Regions from separate parts of the Mus musculus genome. Here all the other regions are linked to region 1. Evidence: chromatin contacts called from public Hi-C, Micro-C and promoter capture Hi-C data. All regions are on one chromosome and are shown on one strand. The core of a region is the stretch at or near the end of the contact, and the rest is flanking DNA. Distances in the headings are between cores, read along the strand shown. Region 1 holds the start of Vac14 (Vac14 homolog (S. cerevisiae)). Region 2 holds the start of Il34 (interleukin 34). Region 3 overlaps Il34 (interleukin 34). Region 4 overlaps Sf3b3 (splicing factor 3b, subunit 3).

Evidence for each region. A called contact is a pair of places that touch in the nucleus more often than the background predicts. Capture Hi-C pulls out chosen DNA fragments and counts their contacts.
Region 2: a promoter capture Hi-C map of pancreatic islet shows a contact between it and region 1. The contact joins the promoter of Il34 here to the promoter of Vac14 in region 1. A contact is called at or near these places in 8 of 39 promoter capture datasets (3T3-L1-derived adipocytes, the HPC-7 cell line, HPC-7-derived erythroid cells and 6 more), 5 of 484 Hi-C or Micro-C datasets (B cells, the C10 cell line, the G1E-ER4 cell line and 2 more), 5 of 115 datasets of contacts at active chromatin or transcription factors (effector CD8 T cells, embryonic stem cells, memory CD8 T cells and 1 more) and 2 of 9 other capture datasets (adipose tissue and pancreatic islet).
Region 3: a contact with region 1 is called in a Hi-C map of the G1E-ER4 cell line, with 2.3 times the contacts expected there. The contact joins the enhancer-like site here to the promoter of Vac14 in region 1. A contact is called at or near these places in 6 of 39 promoter capture datasets (the 3T3-L1 cell line, 3T3-L1-derived adipocytes, the C10 cell line and 3 more), 1 of 15 datasets of contacts at CTCF or cohesin (the NIH/3T3 cell line), 17 of 484 Hi-C or Micro-C datasets (the 3T3-L1 cell line, 3T3-L1-derived adipocytes, the BV-2 cell line and 12 more), 9 of 115 datasets of contacts at active chromatin or transcription factors (the SCID.adh cell line, bone marrow-derived dendritic cells, embryonic stem cells and 2 more) and 2 of 9 other capture datasets (adipose tissue and pancreatic islet).
Region 4: a contact with region 1 is called in a Micro-C map of granulosa cells, with 2.1 times the contacts expected there. The contact joins the enhancer-like site here to the promoter of Vac14 in region 1. A contact is called at or near these places in 9 of 39 promoter capture datasets (3T3-L1-derived adipocytes, the HPC-7 cell line, cranial neural crest and 6 more), 19 of 484 Hi-C or Micro-C datasets (B cells, the C10 cell line, the G1E-ER4 cell line and 13 more), 2 of 115 datasets of contacts at active chromatin or transcription factors (effector CD8 T cells and embryonic stem cells) and 2 of 9 other capture datasets (adipose tissue and embryonic stem cells).

What each region holds. Positions count from the first base shown.
Region 1 is chr8:110,617,220-110,620,290 of GRCm38.p6, forward strand. It overlaps Vac14 (Vac14 homolog (S. cerevisiae)), which reads left to right and starts at 1,348. Exons shown (of 19, transcript NM_146216.3): 1 at 1,348-1,774. The coding sequence starts at 1,671.
Region 2 is chr8:110,804,609-110,807,308 of GRCm38.p6, forward strand. Il34 (interleukin 34) reads right to left here and starts at 1,316. Exons shown (of 7, transcript NM_001135100.2): 1 at 1,126-1,316. Gm15895 (a long non-coding RNA gene) reads left to right here and starts at 588. Exons shown (of 2, transcript XR_003947455.1): 1 at 588-887; 2 at 2,310-2,700.
Region 3 is chr8:110,746,442-110,749,184 of GRCm38.p6, forward strand. It overlaps Il34 (interleukin 34), which reads right to left. Exons shown (of 7, transcript NM_001135100.2): 4 at 2,222-2,299; 5 at 1,802-1,963. Among named protein-coding and RNA genes, the nearest start is that of Gm15894, 7.8 kb to the right of the region's middle. Within about 2 kb of position 1,425, at least 5 of the 459 cell types and tissues checked have an H3K27ac peak or open chromatin away from gene starts, as enhancers often do. A contact at or near this core is called in the G1E-ER4 cell line and the SCID.adh cell line, where this site is marked.
Region 4 is chr8:110,823,597-110,826,646 of GRCm38.p6, forward strand. It overlaps Sf3b3 (splicing factor 3b, subunit 3), which reads right to left. Exons shown (of 26, transcript NM_133953.2): 12 at 2,499-2,650; 13 at 1,906-2,061; 14 at 569-724. Among named protein-coding and RNA genes, the nearest start is that of Snord111, 13 kb to the right of the region's middle. Within about 2 kb of position 1,470, at least 28 of the 459 cell types and tissues checked have an H3K27ac peak or open chromatin away from gene starts, as enhancers often do. A contact at or near this core is called in embryonic fibroblasts and granulosa cells, where this site is marked.

The DNA of each region.
Region 1 (3,071 bases), core at 98-2,597:
GTTCATTTCGCCATATAGCTTATATCGCTGAAGGAATTCAAAGTAAGAACATAGAGGCAGGAGCTGATGCAGAGGCCATGGAGGAATGCTACTTACCGGCTTTCTCCTTAAAGCTTGCTCAGCCTACTTTCTTATAGAATCCAGCAACCTCTGCCTAGTGTGGACCCACCCATGGTGGGCAGGACCCTCTCACATCAATCACTAATTAGGAAAATGCCTTACAGGCTCGCCTACAGCCCAATCTTAATGGAGGCATTTTCTCAATTGAGGCTTCCTCCTCTCAGATGATTCTAGCTTGTATCAAGTTGACATAAAAATTAGCCAGGACTTTTTTTTTTTAATCACTATGCATAGAGTCCAGCCTAGGACACATAAGACCTTGTCTCAATAAGGGTGGAAAAATAAGAGCAAAAGAGGACACCTTGCCCGGCATGGGGGCTCACGCCTTTAATCCCAGCACTTGGGAGGCAGAGACAGGAGGATTTCTGAGTTCAAGGCCAGCCTGGTCTTCCAGGACAGCCGGGGCTACACAGAGAAACCCTGTCTCGAAAAAACAAACAGACAGACAGACAAACAAAAAAAAAAAAAAAAAGAGGACACCTGACCTCGGATCTCCATACATATGTACACACACATCTGAGTAGCACATGTGTATTAAATACAATCTGAGGGTTTGACTCAGTTGGTAGACTTGACCAGACCCGGGGTTCCACGCCCAGCACCACATAAGATCAACTGTAGTGACGCTTGCCTGTAATCCCTGCACTCAGCAGATAAAGGCATGAGAATCGAGATTTCAAGGCTATCCTCAGCTATAGAGAGAGTTTGAGACCCTGTCTCTAAAATAATAATTGGATTAGAGGGGTGGCTCAGCAGACAAAGGCATCTGCCGCCAAACCTGGCGGACTGGAGCTCAATCCTGGGACCCCCACATGGTGAGTGGGTGGGGAGATCCGACTCCCTCCCAAGTTGCCCTATGGCCTCCAAAGGCGCTCGTTGGTGCATGCACACACGCAGAAATAAAATGTAAAATCAGACAGATGGTTAAGATATGGTGAAAATGGTGGAAACGTTGGCATACGCGAAAGTGACTGTTAAGTGACCAAAGAATTAATGCATAAATTAAATTTGAGTTAGGCTCCCTCTATAAACTGTTTCCAGAAGCCCCCCGCTCTGCGCAAAGCTCTGGCAGTGAGCCTGAAACGGCTCCCACCACCTGCTCTTCACTCTCAGCAAAAACCCGCACCGAAGCCAGCAGCAGGTGAAGAGTGGGGTGGATCCCTGACAAGTGTGGCCAATCCGCTGCAGCAAGCACGAGAGGGCGTGGCCTGGGGGGGCGGAACCTTCGGTCGGCGGAAGGCGGAAGTGCTCGCGGCGTCACGTGACCTGAGTAACATGGCCGCGGCCCAGTGAGCGTTGCCGGTTCCTGGCGGGAGCTGGTCGCGTGAGCCGTGGGGCGGACCGGGTCGCGCGTGGGAGAGCAGGGTCGGAGCAGGGGGACCCGAGGCGGCGCGTGGCGGCGGGACGAGGCAGGCGGGCCCTGGGCGGCATAGCCCATGAGCAGGCTCCGGTGTCCGCGCGGAGCCGCACACTCCCCCGGCCCTGGCACGGCCCAGGCAACCTCGGGCTAAGGTGTCTGGAGGCTCCCAGGCGCAGCGCGAGCTGCCACCATGAACCCAGAGAAGGATTTTGCGCCGCTCACTCCCAACATCGTAAGGGCCCTGAATGATAAACTCTACGAAAAGCGGAAGGTTGCAGCGCTGGAGATCGAGAAGTAAGAGCTCCTGGGACCCCGCCCTGGCTTTGCAGCGCCTAGCGGTTCTGCTTGCCCGCGGCGAGGGTTCGGTATTGACCTCTCCGGTTTCAGCTCTTAGCACATTGCTTTAGAGCGGGAAATCCAAGAGCCCTATCTTTGCTAGTCTTAACCTCCTGGTGCTCCCAGATAGCAGTGAAAATGAATTGACTTAAGGTATGTGCAGAACCTAGCGCAGTACCTGACACATTCAGTGTGGCCTCAGTCAAAAGCCAGCTAGATCGGAGAGTGGCCTCTCTGAGGAGGTGGAGAATTTGCTTATGGTGTCCCGCCTTCTCTTTGCAGCTTCTGAAGTGGCCAAGTGTAGAAATAGGTCAAAGCACGTGATCCAATGCTCAGAAGATTGTCAGGCCACCCTCCCTTGCAAGTGAAAATGGGAAGATTTGCCCTTCCCCGCTTCTGCAATAGTATACGTGTGTGTAATAGTGCACTGGTGTTTCCAGGTGTTCGAAATAGGGAATGTTTAATTCGGTAATGTTTTGCTGAGTATGTGAGAGAGCACGTGTTTTTCCCCCAGCCAAATCTTAGTAACAGTCAGTTGAGTAGGTGGTTTCAGAAGAGTAGAAAGCAGCAGCCTGTAAAACTAGAAAAACATTAGGAGTTAAGACATCCAACTTGGTAACAGCGGACCATATGTGTCTATGTAAATTTAAGTTAACCAGAGTAGTGACACAGGCTTGAGATTTGGCACTTGGAAGGCTCGGGCAGAAATACTGTACTCGTTTGAGATTAGCATTGGTCACGGGGCTAGATCCAGTCTCAACAACAACAACAAAGTAATGAATCAGTACAAATTGTAAATTCAGCACGTCAGTTTCACTACCCATAATCTGGGTGTTCAGGAGCCAACCACTACAGCTGCACAGTGCAGACTAGAGAACATTTCAGTCATTGTACAATGGTCACATGGCCAGCCCTAAGCTATGGAGTGGTGCTCACTCATTGACTAGGATAGACTCTTTACTCAAAGTTTTTTAACCTCGGTGCTGTTGATATTTGGGAAGCACAATACTTGGTTGTGATGGGCAGTTCTGTAGCTTGTGTGATTTTTTTTTTTTTTTTTAGTAGTACCTCTGCCCTTTACCCACTAGATGCCAGTAGTACTCCATCAGTTGTGACAACCCAAATTGTCATCAGACTTTGCCAAATGTCCCTTAAAGAATCAAAATCACACTAGTTGAGAACAATTGCTTTGCCCTAGACTAATGGCTTTGGGCTTAGGTAAGAAGACCCTTCCATTTGTTTGCAGTACTCACGC
Region 2 (2,700 bases), core at 66-2,565, 190 kb after region 1:
CCTTTAATCTCAGCACTCGGGAGGCAGAGGCAGGCAGATTTCTGAGTTCGAGGCTAGCCTGGTCTACAGAGTGAGTTCCAGGACAGCCAGGGCGACACAGAGAAACCCTGTCTCAAAAAAAAAAAAACCCAAAACAAAAACAAAAAAACCCAACAACAACAACAAAAAAAAACCCAAAACAAACAAACAAAAAGCAAAGTGTAAAAGTAGAAGCACTTCATTATAATTTCTAAAACACTGGCTCACCTATGCAATCTCTCTCTCTCTCCCTCCCCCCTCTCCGTGTGTATGTGTGTGTGTGTGTGTGTGTGTGTGTGTGTGTGTGTGTTGCAATGCAGAGGGCAGAGAATCACTTTATGTGCCATTCCTTTAGTCACTGCCCACCTTTCTTTGAGACAGGGTCTCTCATTGGCCTGGAACTAGCCAAGCAGGCTTGACTGCCCAGCCTGCAAGCCCCAAGAATCCACCTGTCCCCACCTCCCCAGCACAGGGATTACAAACATGCCACCATGCCCAGTGTTTCTTCACACACGTTCTAGAGAAAGAACTCAGGTCCTCAGCACCCTGCAAACACTTCTCTCCCTGCCCTGTGTTTTCCTTTCTTTTAAAGTTTTTTTTTTTTTTTTTAATTTGAGGCTGGCCTTGAACTTGCTAAGTAACCAAGGGTGACTAATTCTCCCACCTCCACCTCCCATGTGCTGGCATTCCAGAGTGCCTCACCATGCCAGCTAGCCTCAATTAATTTTTGACAAGGAAGTTTATACAAGTAATAATTCATGCACATGGCACAATAAGGTATAAAGAGCTAAAGCAATGTTCAGTTCCAGGAAGCCAAAAGCACTCAGAGATTGCATTTGCCAACTGACAGAACCAGGACGGAAGCACAGGTAAGTCAATTTGATAAGTTATACAGCTCTATTTTTCTCCCGCAAGGCTGCGAAATCATTGGATGAAAAAAAATTAAAAAAAAAAAAAAACCCCGCAGCAGAGTTCATACCATTTCAGAGCTTCTTAGCCAGCACCTTATCGACTGGGGCTCAAGTCTCTCTGCCTGTTAAATCGGCCCTCAGAGACTGCGACGGGGAGGGAGCAGCCTTGTGAAAGAAACCCATCCATTCTGCTTACCTGCTCACCTGCCAGGATGTGGGCTTCTACAGTCGCCGTCGCCGGAAGCTTTGAGCAGCTCAAGGCCTGGAGCAGGTGCCTTGGGGGCTGTGGCAGTAAATGCTGTGTGGGACAGGCTGTTGTGTGTTCAGCCTACAGTCTTCTCGGAGGGCGGGGGACACACGCTACAGCAGCTCAGATTTGTTTCTAGAACCGGAGCTAACAAGGGCAGGGTGGGGCGGGGCCACATGGCCCCAGCCTGTCTTGGAGTGTGGAGTAGGAGGGAGCATCAAGCACAGTCAGTCAAGGCAAGGGGACAGCCCTGAGGGTGAATATGGGGTGTCTCTAGAATCTGGGGTATCTTTAGTTTCTATGTAGATTGAACTGGTTTTTAGGGGAAAATTCCAGGTCCTCTCTTTAATACCTGGAATACCTCTTTCATTACAAAATTGAGTACAGCTGATGGGACCTAGGAGAGGTTTTTTTTGTTGTTTTTTTGGTTTGTTTGTTTGGCTTGTTAACCTGTCTACAGACAAGACCTGAGCGCAGGGAGGTAGTTTACCCAAGAACACACACAGCTGCTTACTGAGGTCTAACACCAAAGCCTGAGACAACCCTCATGGGAACCTCTGAAGACTCTGAGCCACACCTGCAGACATAGCCACTTTTGCTTTCCTGGTAATAGTGACAAGGCCCTGTGCAGCTGGGACAACATCTCTTTCTTTGCCAACCTTTTAGTATCCCAGTATAGCCCAGGCTAGCTTCAAATTAGTCTAGAGATTGACTTTATAGTGCTATGATTATAGGCTTGTGCCACCACTCTTCCCTAATTTTATGACTGTCTTTGGAGTAGTTACAGGTGGTGACTTCCATCCCCTGAAAGATCCTTCAGCTCTTCCACCTAGACATAGCAATGGTAGTGGTGGTGTTTTGAAGGCATCGTTATCAACAAGGGAGGAAGACTAGCTTTCCTCAACTTAAACACAGCCTCTCTCAGTAAAGGGCCACTCAAGGGACTCCACACAGCTTAGTCTGGGAATGCTGATCTGGACACAAGGGCTTGCCCTATTCTAAATGCTAATGAATGGTGTTGTTCAAGAAAGGCGTTCTTAATTAGATTGAGAGAACTGGATTCCCTGAACTTGCAGGAAGACAATGTGCCCACACTGGTATGCACCCAGCTAACTCTCCATCCCCCCTTGCAGTGGCTACTGGGACCACACCACAAAGGCCCTCCACAAAAGCTCTGTCAAGGCTATCCTGTCAGACAGAAGAGGTAGAGATGGGGACACAGCCACAAGATGCCACTCTTCAGAGCCTCTGGACCTGGTGTGCTGTCCTTTCTTTCCTCCAAGTGCTCAATTTATAGGCTGCTGATTCAGGATGAAGATGGCATCAGGTCTTGCAGAGCTCAGGACAGCCAACCCTCCTGTTACCACAGCCACACTCAAGTAAGTCATCAGACTCCACTGTCAACTGCTTTTCCACAGATTTCTTTGCCACATGGCCTCTTGCAGATGTTTCTCCAAGCTTCACGAGCAAAGCTGCCTTCTCTAGTTACAGCCTGGCCTACCTAAAGGCCAGAGTCCCCAGTGT
Region 3 (2,743 bases), core at 175-2,674, 130 kb after region 1:
GAGGGAGTACCCAGTATACTGGCTAAGCTTTCAGCAGCCAGGAGGGGAAGGAAAAGGGACCAGACCCAACTACATCTGAGTAATATAACCATCGCTATGTACAGTGCCTCAGTCAGAGAGCCCAGGACCAGAATCAGAGGGCGGAGGCCTCACACTCTCCTGCCCAACCTCACACACATTAGCTTCTCGGTGTCTGTTCGATGGGTAAAACAAAGGCAGAAAAGGTCTCTTCCTCAAGCCAAGCCAGCTTGCCCAGGACACCCATCTTGCTCACAAGCACAAAAGGGCAAATCCGTGCGACCCTCTTAGCAGGAACTGGGAGAACCATCCCAGGAGAAGTTCCAGACAGCTGCAAAAACAGTCGCCTGTCCCAAACCTTTCATCATCAGAAGCTCCCAGCTGGTGTCAAATGATCTGGCCCATGGGCTGGGGAGGCCAGGCAGCTGGCTGAGCAGGGTCACAAGTACGTGTCCCGGCAGGTGTACACCAACGGCCTGAGGAGGTAGGGACATGTCTGTCAGGTTACAACTCGGGAGGTTTTCGGTTGGATGATCAGATGGCTTCGAGGGCTGCTTCTGAGACAGGCTCCCACTATGTAACCCAGATTGGCCTTGAACCTAACATCTCCCCCACCTCAAGCCTCCAGAGTGCTGGGTTACAGTCATGCCACACACTATCTCCTTTCCTTCCCATGCTTGTTCTAAACTCAAGTCATAGTCATTATGGCTCGCCCTCCACGCTCCACGGGCTTTTGATAAAAGCAGAGTGTCCACTGTCACCGAGTTACACAGAACAGTTTCAATACTCTGAAAGTTCCTGTCAGTCCACCTTGTAACTGAACCTTTGGCTACTTTGTGGGTTCTTTTTTTCTTCCACCCTTCTCCACCCCCTAACACTAAATAGTAGAGAAAAAAGCATAGAGGGGAAAGGGGGCGATGTTATCATTAGACTACTTCCTGCTGATTAGGGGTGTCAAGTTCTTGGGGCATGTTTGATCTTCACCCACCATCAGAATATCTAATTTCTTCTTCTCATCTCAACAAACTGTGTAACAAACGACATCTAACCACCAGCTGTCCAAAACAACCCCTTCTATCTATCTATCCATCCATCCAAACATCACACACTCGCAGAAACTATCTGCAGCTGACAAAACCATGCCTCTGCTAGAGCACGAGGCAAATCAGAGTCAGCTGCTGTGGACAATCTGAAGCAGCCCCATATCCCACACCTGGGATTAAAATGCAGACACATTCTTACAATATTTCTGTGTCTTTAAAGAACAAAAAAATTTCACTATCTTCTGCCTTCTTCCTTCTCCCCTTTCTAGAGGAGCCTCATTTTTTCAGATACAAATATGAAATTAGAGGATTCCCTGGCTTGTCTAAGACTCAGGACACAAGAGGCAAAGCCTGTTCTACACAGCAAGTTTCAGGCCAGGCGGGGTTTCAGAATGAAACTCTCTCAAACAAGCAAATAAATAATGCTGTCTTATGAAGATGGCATGCCCGGTGCACCCATGAGTACACTGGTTACCTCACAACACCTGTACAAGGTCTAGCCAGCGTGGGTAGTGAACAGTGGGCAGAAGTAATTGGACTCAATGGGTTATAAAATTAAAAACAACAATAATAAAAAAAATTTTTTTAAGAGGGGCGCTCAGGTAAGCTTGAAACAAGGTCCCAAATCCTCTCTGTCCCCATCCCTCGTGTGTCTCACATGCTCAGCGCATGGCAGAACTCTCCCTTCTTAGCCCTTTGCCAGCATCGGCCAAACCCACACGCGCATGCGCACAGCTCACCATGAGGCTCCGCTGTACGTTCTCCAGCAATGTCTGAACCTCCTGTAGATACTTCCAGGACGGGTGGCCCTCGAGAAGTACATCCATCACAGACTCAGTGGCATTGAGACTCACCAAGACCCACAGGTACCGAAGCTCTCGCTCACTCACGTGAGCCTTCTGCTGCAGGGACAGGAGACATCAGTGACGCACAAGCGTAGGCCTCTGGGCACTGACCACTCCCCTACCCCCATGCATTTGCCACTGCCTGGGACCCATCACAGTCACCCACGGCTGCCAGCAGACAACCTTGGGCCTAGGTTAGTGGCAGGCTTTGCTTGAGTGGCTAGGGAAAGGCCAATGGGACAACCTGCCAAGACCCACAAGCTTCTAAGTGACTTGTGGCAGGCAGCGGCTCCCCACCCCGGGAAGGGTCCTCACCAGCCTTGTGATGTTGGCCACTCTGAGTACCCCCTCATAAGGCACAGCAATCCTGTAGTTGATGGGGAAGTAATGTTTCTGAAGAGGAACAAGAACAAACCATAAGCTATGAGGCAGAAACTGTTTAGACGGGACCCCCAAGAGAGGAACGCAGCCTAGCAGCGTTGACAACAGACAGGTCCTCTACTGAGAGGTCAGATCTGGACAACTGGGCTAAAAGACAGCTCTCTTTTCCCCTCGGACAAAGGAGGTGGGGGTGGGGGGTGTGAGATCAGATACACAAGTCCTGTAAGGGCTGAAGTTTCAGGCCCAGGGGAGGAACCCAGGATTTTCAGGAGACATGGTACTTTGGAAGTGAAAAATATGGTTCATCTGACACTTACAAAGGTAACCTTCGCACAGCCTGTGAACATACTACACATCAGTGAGTCTAGAATCTGACACCTTATTATTTATTGTTATTATTAATAGTGTGGACATGACTCTCAGCACTGATGTGGAGGTCAAAGATTAACTTTCAGG
Region 4 (3,050 bases), core at 220-2,719, 210 kb after region 1:
ATTGAAGGAGGATCTTTGTTGAGGAAAATGGAAACCCCAAAAGAAAACTGAGACAGTAGATGCTTATTAAATCTAAATCTCAGAGTAAGTTTTGGGGAGCTCTTGTTTATTTCTGTCAAAGTGGATAATGGTCAAAGTAAGAAAGTCATATTAGGCCCTATAATAAGTAAAATTCCTTTTTAATCACCAGTCTTAGGATTTTAAACTGAAGGCAAGGCTCCAGTGGTTTAAAGAACTTGTTGCTCTCCCAGGATCTACATGTTGGCTTGGATACTTCCTGATACAAACATGCAAGCAAAACATGAACAACATAGATAGAATCTAAAACACTACAAAAGGGATTCAAGTCTTTTGAGGAAGAAACACATAGTAGCCACAGATCAACATCCTTAAACATCCCGAGGTGTGCTATGGGAATCAAAGGCGGCAGCAGCATACACCTCACCACACTGGGTGCTTAGGATCTCACTGCTGGACAAGATGGGGGAGAGGAGAGAAAAACAATAGACACAGATTTTAGGGAGCCAGGTGCTTAGGGCCCACCCAGAAGACTAAGAATGCCACTCACTGATGGGTCGAGGGAGATGATTCTGACAGTGTTGTCCACCAGCCCCACAGCCAGGAACCGAGATCGCTGTTCTCCAGGGGGCACGTTGGCCAGACTCATGCACACCACATCTGCTGACATCTCTTTCCGCTCCGTGTACTCATTCAACTGTCCTGACTACAGGAAGAAAAACAAAATAGGTCTGTGTGCTACAATTCACCCTGTAGCTCTGGACTATGTATGAAAGGAAGATGGGCTGTTAAGACTTTTTTTAAATTTAATTTTATTTTTGCCTCCTCTCACCCCTCTTTTTGCTTCTGAGATGGGGTTTCATGTAACTATTATTAGCTACGTTCAAGGATGAACCTGAGACCATGGCCTCCTCTGAGTTCTGAGATTACAAAGGGTCTGAACACACCCTGTTTATACAGTGCTAGAGATCTATCAACTGAGCAACACTGCTAACACTGTTTTATATCTCACTCCACTTTTTAGTAAGTCAGTGACCAAGAATCTCACCATTTCAGATCCCAAAATCAACTTCACAGGTTAGTGCCCCAGAGGGAAAGAAAAAAAGCAGGATGTAGCATAAATATACACTATCCTAGACCAAGAAACAAATATATAAAGCCATTTATCTGTTCTCATCATGAGAACCCTGAACAAAGCCAGCTGTGGTAATGCAAGACTATAATTCTAGCACATGGGAAACAGAAAGGGAGACAGAAGAACAGGGTCAAGGCCAATCTAGTCTACATGAGACCATCTCAAAAACAAAACCCTTTCCTAATACACCAAAGCCAATTCAAACACAGTCAAAACAACAACAAAAATGTCAAGTCTACTAGAGATTTCTGTAGAAGGTAAGTTCTGGATACATTTTCATATAAAATAGCAAAATCAGGAATAGTAACTCATGACTAATCACAGCACTTGTGAAGTTGAGACAGGAAGACTGCTGTGAGTCACCAGCCTAGAATTCTACATTAGACTGTATCTCAAAACAAAACAAAACAAAAAACAAAAAAAGAGAAACGAGACAGAAGAAAATAAAAGAATTCTTTACCAAATATTCACTAGAAGATGAGGATGAGGTACAAAACAAGCTATTTGGCTTTCAAGAGATTTCACATCTGTAATCTGAATTAGATTTCCTAGTTTTTGTCCTTAATCTTTAAAAAAGGGGCCAAACTGTCTTGTTTGTGGACACTTCAGAGTCCCAATTCTCTTTCTTGTGAATCCATGCATGCTTAAGATACATACACTGACAACACTGCCTAAGCACAACAACAGAACCCCACCCCAAGGACCATAATGGAAGATAACACAGGGCCAGCAGAACAAAACAAGTAACATACAGGATCCATCTCGAAATAGACCAGCTCTCCCCCAGTCAGGGCGATCACCACTTGTCGCTGGTTCACTGCACACTTCACAATCGTTTTCTTGCCGGGAGTCTTCCACTCATTAACTCTTTTATCTGCTCGTATGTGTCGGATGCCATCTGGATACACCTAGAAGTCAGTCAAAGAAGAACATCTAACTAGCAATCTGATTGTCACCCAGAATGGCCCTCACACTGGCACACTGGGACCACACAAATGAGGCACTGCTTGTTTTTGAAATGTTCATGCTTTGCCACCTCAGTTGAGAAAGGTCCCAAGCCCACATGTTAATGATAAAGATGAGAAAAGCAGTGATAGGGAATGACCAACAGGGAGGAAATGTTAGGCTTCAAATTTTCCTAACTGCCGAGTTATTCAAAGCCTGAAAGGGATGAATTCTCAGTACCCCTTTTTATGTTGATAAGACATTAGACCCTCCCCTCAGGTTTTCTGGAAGGTGAGAATGAAGAAACATGAATTCAAGCACACCACAAAACAAGAGAAGGATGGGCAAAGGATGGGCAAAGGACGGACGGCCAAGGCACGCTGAGGAGGTGCACGCTCACCTGCACCAGTGCATCATCTCCTAACAAGGAGCAGGACAAGGTTGGAGTGGTGCCCAAGAAGCCAGAGTCAGTCACTTCTTCCACAGTCTCTCCGATAGATAGCACAAGTGTGGCATTCACGAAAGACACAATGATGTAGGCATCAAACTCATCTGGAAAAAAGAAAACAGAGGAGCTGTTAGGAAAAATTCAAATTTACTAGCATTAGAAAGGCAGTTGAGACACAACAGTTTTAGAAACCTTTCACAACACTTCTATGTGCAGTCACTACACACATGCACACACAAAACAGAATGTTCAAAAGACGATTGGCTGTCCTAGCAACCTACAAGTAAATGCCCAAACACGCTGAGTATAAATGTCTGAAGACTAGTATTTCCTTCAGGTATTTGGAAAAGAGACGATAAAAATAAAATAATAATAATAAAACATATAAGAAAACCTTAAGTAACTGTGTGAAAAACTAGAGCAAATCTATTTGTGCCAATTGCTGACTGACTGATGGGGTATTATGTAGCCCAGGCTGGACTCAAACTCAATATACAGCCAAAG